2 separate regions of the Pan troglodytes genome follow, and region 2 is linked to region 1. Evidence: chromatin contacts called from public Hi-C data. All regions are on one chromosome and are shown on one strand. The core of a region is the stretch at or near the end of the contact, and the rest is flanking DNA. Distances in the headings are between cores, read along the strand shown. Region 1 holds the start of DESI2 (desumoylating isopeptidase 2). Region 2 holds the start of ADSS2 (adenylosuccinate synthase 2).

What was found. Hi-C and Micro-C count contacts between places; a contact is called where the count stands out from the background.
Region 2: a Hi-C map of stem cell-derived neural progenitor cells shows a contact between it and region 1, with 3 times the contacts expected there. The contact joins the promoter of ADSS2 here to the promoter of DESI2 in region 1. A contact is called at or near these places in 1 of 7 Hi-C or Micro-C datasets (stem cell-derived neural progenitor cells) and 1 of 1 datasets of contacts at active chromatin or transcription factors (stem cell-derived excitatory neurons).

The regions. Positions count from the first base shown.
Region 1 is chr1:4,506,953-4,509,652 of NHGRI_mPanTro3-v2.0_pri, forward strand. DESI2 (desumoylating isopeptidase 2) reads right to left here and starts at 1,299. Exons shown (of 5, transcript XM_016941936.3): 1 at 879-1,299. The coding sequence starts at 920.
Region 2 is chr1:4,701,559-4,704,258 of NHGRI_mPanTro3-v2.0_pri, forward strand. It overlaps ADSS2 (adenylosuccinate synthase 2), which reads left to right and starts at 1,378. Exons shown (of 13, transcript XM_054674895.1): 1 at 1,378-1,520. The coding sequence starts at 1,518. It overlaps CATSPERE (catsper channel auxiliary subunit epsilon), which reads right to left and starts at 1,385. Exons shown (of 22, transcript XM_054674860.2): 1 at 1,197-1,385. The coding sequence starts at 1,254.

The DNA.
Region 1 (2,700 bases), core at 49-2,548:
AGAACAAAGCAAGCAAACACACCCAAACATGCGTCTAACTGCAACGACAATTCTCCACCGGGTGCTTTTTTCTGGGGGCATTTCCCTGCAAAAATCAGGCAAACCAGTTCTTGGACTCGATTCTGCGTGCTTGCCATACTCCAAAGTTAGATGATACAATAAACTTCTTCCCTTCCCTCTCCCGTGGTCACGTCACCTGTTGCATCACCTGGAAAGTGGTCTTCAGAGTGTAGGAAACGAGCACCACCGGGATCTCTAAATAATTCAGCTGGGCTATTTTCTTGAGAAATGTTAGCCTCATTCATATTTTAACGAGGTTGCCTTTAACACACAAGGAAAGGGTGTGTTGGCTCCTGTTCACCTTTGAGGAGATTCTAGCACGGGCACCCGAAAGCTGTGACTTTCTGGACTTAGAGGGGCTTGGGAGTCTTTGAAGACGTAGCCATGGAGAGAGATGTCCAGTTCGGCAGAAGCAGAGGAGCTGGGAGCGCAGGCGGTCGGGACGGGGGTCCTGGGGCAGCCCCGGGGGCCGGCAAGTGGGGTTGGAAACGCAACGGAAGCTTTGCCGAAAGGACACTGCACGTCGGCCAAGGGGTCGGGCCCAGAGCCGGGGTCGGGGCCAAGCTGAGCGGATGGGAGAGGTTCAAGCCCACCCGAGCTTTGGCCAAAACCCTCGGGCTGACTGGGTTCCCCGGAGCGTCGACGAGTGCGAGGATTAAAAAATAACAATACTCCCTCCTTTACCCCCGGCTTCCCCCGAGAACTAGGCTGGAGGCGGAGACGCCAGGCAGGAAGCGCCTGGGGCCGGGGTCCGAGCCCCACGGGCGAGAGGAAGCCGGCCTGGGCCAGGGCTCGGGGCCGCCAGGGGCCGCACTCACCATGTCGTACACGTTGAGCACCACTAACTGGTTAGCCCCCATCCTCCTCCCCGCGGCCGCCGCCTCGTCCTCAAGCCGCTCCGTCTCCGCGGGGCCGGAGGCCGCGCTCACCCCCGCGGGCGCTTCAGGGGGCCTGAGCCGGGCACTAAGCGTCCAGCCCGGCCCGCGGCAGCCGGGGCGGAAGCATCGGGCAGCCGAGCCGCTCCCGGGCGCCGCCGACAGGAGCCTCTGTGCGGACGGGGCCGGACCGTTGGCGGCCCGCTCCGGCTGAGGCACCTCCCCTAGGCGGCAGACACGTGGGGAAAGGCGGGGCTTGAGCAAGGGGCGGGCGCCAGGCGCCCCGGGGGCGGGGCCGGCCCGGCGCCAGGACTGAGCCCGCCTGCGCTCTGGTTCTCGGCCGGCGCACCTCGGGACCTAAAATGGCGGCAACTCCGGCGCCTCCGCGTCCTGGAGGAACGGGGACCCAGGAAGACTACAGTTCCCAGCATGCAGTGAGGATCCCCCTTGCTACTATAAGTGCAGAGGCGGAGTCTCAACAGCCCTTCGACTACAACTCCCTGCATGCCGCGGGGGCCCCGGTCCTACCAGACCAGGCCTCCCCGGGAGACTACAACTCCCAGCATGCAGTGCTTTAGAGCTGCGGCAGATCCCTTGCCGCCCGCGGGCGGTGAAATCTCCTACCTTCATTCACCCTCTCATCGCAGGTGCTGCTGCTTTTAGTAGTTCATGTTGCGTTGAGCTCGATGAAGCCAGCGAAATGTGGCAAAAGACCAGAGTGATGACCCTAAGTTTTCCAAATGCCTCCTCACTTTTTATTTGGCAAGCGGAGTGGTGGGGAAATAGAGGAAGACGAGTTACTGGTGTGGGATGAGGTGTAACGTGCATCCAATTAATCCTCAATGTGGAATTTACATTTTGTGAAACTATCCTGCTGAGATGGGAAGGGTACAGTAACCGTAGCTTAGCACAATCCTGGGACGTAGTATGCAGCTCTGCATTAATTCAACAAATGTTTGTTATGTGCTTCCTATGTGCCAGGCAGTGTTGTAGGCCCTCGGGAATGCCGTGATAAACAGGAACAGGGACAAACAAAATATCACTGGTATGTGCTTTGCAGAAAATTTAAGTCAGGTGAAGTCATTCTTAAATTGGCTGCACGGGGAAGATCGCTGTAATGAGTTCTAAGCTGAAATGTGAATGACAAAGCCAGCTCCGCAAATATGAGGGGGAGGAGTATTTCAGTCAAAGGGAACAAATGCAAAGATCTGAGGCATGAAGGAGTTTTCTGTATTCAAGGAAACAAAAGATCACTCTTGCTGGGACACAATAGGCAAGGAGTCGACGGTACTAGATGAGCTGGGCAGGTAGGCAGAGGCCAGATCCCGGAAGGATTTTAAAATTCATAACAGGGGTTGTATTTTAAACGAAGCCATAAGTTTGGACCAGGGAGTGAAATGAGTGTGCGTGTGTTTAAAAATGATTACTTGGGTTGCTGTGTGGAAAATGGATTTCACAGAGGCAAAGGAGGTGGAAATAGGGAGATGAGTGTGGCAGATTGTGAAAATAGCCACAAATTATTTCCAGTCTCCCAAATTATACTCTTTGGTGGTGTCTACCCCCACTGACTGCACTGGACTGTGACTTGCTGTGGACGTGGGACATTAACATCATGCAAGCAGAGGCTTAAAAAACACTTGTGAGTTGGGGCTTGCCCTCTTGCTGAACTTGGGAGTCCTGTGACCACCATCTTAGGAATGAGTGTGGGCTAGCCTGATGGATGATGAGGGACACGTGGTCAAGTCACGGCCCACATCCAGCTGAC
Region 2 (2,700 bases), core at 128-2,627, 190 kb after region 1:
CCACAGAGGCAATCCCAGACAAGCCCCCAAATTTGTAACCGCCCAAGGGGTTCACCTTGTCCACTGCCTAGACAGAGCCAATTCATCAAGACAGGCAAATGGCAATAGAGAAAGAGTAATTCATGTAGAGCTGGCTGTGCAGGAAACCAGAGTTTTATTATTACTCAAATCAGTCTCCCATAAATGATTTTAAAAAATTGAATGGAAATGACTAGTAAGGTGTGCTTATTCAGTATCTACTATCTGCCCAACACTACCTCGGGGATTTGACTAGAAAGAAATAGATGGCATTCTTGTTTCCAAAATGTTTGTGATCTTGTAATAAGGCCAAGATAGACAACAATTATCACATAGTATTATAATTGTTTACTAATCAATAGACCAAATAATTTGAATCCTTGAGGGCTGAATTGTATCTTTATTTCTCCTATGTTATCAGTGCCCAGGACACTTAGTTAATAGCAGGTTCTCAATGTTCCTGACTTAACTCATTGACTAGAAATAAAATACTAAAGTGTGCTCTAGGGACCATTAGTGAACATACAGTATGTACAGGCGATTTGGGAGACGGTACATATAATGTGATTCCATTCCCACTTTTTTTCGAAGCACCTTTTATCAGAATTAAACATCATAGTTAATTTGTGTTGGTGTCGAAAGGGCATTAGATGAACAGTAGGTATACACCAGAATCTAGTTACAAATGTAACTGAGAGACAGTGGAATCTACAGGAAGGACATGGGCTCTGGACTTAGACTATCGAAGTACCAATTCAAGCCTCACTAGGGCAAGTTACCCAGCTTTTAAATCCTGTAAAATAAGGATAATAGAGGATCACCTACCTTATATGGTTGTGGGGATTAAAAAAAAAAGAAGTGCATGACGGTATCTGCATATATGTACTATATGCGACATAGGTAATCCACTCCTCCTCTCTGAGCGTTTGTTACTACTATGTAAAATGAGGATTAGGACTTTACTTGATCTATTGATTTCAGGTCTCATGTCCTTTATCTTATTGCCTTACTTTTGAATTTTGTCTTTTTTGATCCCTGTCCCCATCTCTGTTACTTCCAGACTTTTAATTTCCAATTCTACACTTACACGTTCCGATTTTATGCTGTTTGTACTGCGAAATTCCACAGTTTGTATTTTGTACACATTCATTCCTTAATAAAGACAAATCCAGACAAACCTGCAGACGGCAGACACAGTGGCCCCAGAATACACCGCCGCAGCCCAGAGCGTTGCATGCTGGGATTTGTAGTCCGACGCTCCACACGCGCTTCCGCGCCTCTCCAGTTTGAAAGCGAGAGGTAGAGCGGGTAGGCGGGGTGCTGAAGGGGAAGCGCTCTCGAAGCCCCGCCCCTGACCTTTTCCGCTCGCGAGGTTCGCACAGGAGTGGCGCGCCAGGCCGCGGAAGGGGCGTGGCCTCGGTCCGGGGTGGCGGCCGTTGCCGCCACCAGGGCCTCTTCCTGCGGGCGGTGCTGCCGAGGCCGGCCTGCGCGGGGCAGTCATGGTACCCCCTTGAGCGGGCTGTGGCGGAGAGCGGGGCGGGGACTGGCTGGAGGGTGGCGGCCCGGCGGGGCGGGGGCGGGGCCGGCCTCTGGCTCCTTCTTCCTCTGCATGTGGCTGGCGGCCGCAGAGCAGTTCAGTTCGCTCACTCCTCGCCGGCCGCCTCTCCTTCGGGCTTTCCTCGCGTCACTGGAGCCATGGCGTTCGCCGAGACCTACCCGGCGGCATCCTCCCTGCCCAACGGCGATTGCGGCCGCTCCAGGGCGCGGCCCGGAGGAAACCGGGTGACGGTGGTGCTCGGTGCGCAGTGGGGCGACGAAGGCAAAGGGAAGGTGGTGGACCTGCTGGCGCAGGACGCCGACATCGTGTGCCGCTGCCAGGTGAGGCGACGGGCCTCTCACGGGAAGCCGGGCCCGGGAGCTCGGGCTGCCTGGCTCCTGGTGCCCGGGAACTCGGACCCAGAACCCGGATCCACTGGCCAAAATGAGGTGTCACCTTGAGGCTCTCTCCTCCTGTCCTGAGCTGCGGCTACGTGGAGAAATGGCGGGAGGTCGGGGACCCCTGACCTGGAGCGTCGGGTGAAACTTGGGGTGGCCCTGGAGGAAGAGGTGGGCTGGCGGGGAGCCTTTGAGAGATGCGCGATGCCGGGCAGTTGCAGTTTTGCGTCTGGGGAGTGGTGCTCAGCGCCGGGACTGAGGCCAGGGTGGAGGTGGGATGCGGTCCGAGTTTGAGGAGCTACCGCCCGAGGCCTGCTCCCAACTCTTCCGACTGCGGGCGGAGACCCGGCGCGACGGCAGAACCCCCCCCATCACCGCCCCCCCGCCCCGCCCAGGGCGGCGGAGTGGAAGTGGATTGTTTCGAAACGTCCTGAAATCAGACTCACCGATCCCCCATCTGCAGGACCGTGGCGTGCAGTGCTTTGCTTCCTCTGGTCCACTTTGTTGACATCCAAACCCACCCACCTCTGGGCTTTGGACTGTTGTTTTAGGGCCCTGAGTTTCTTGTTTTTGTTTTTGTTTTTACAGTGTGCTCCATACATTAAAGTTAAGGAGAAATTACTTTTACTAGTTGGTCCTAGAGGAAGGAATCCCTTCTCTGTTCAAAAAAAGTGAGGGAAGTAAATACATGGATGTCAAATTGAGTATTTAGAAATAAATATTTGCATTGTTAAGGTGACATCGAAA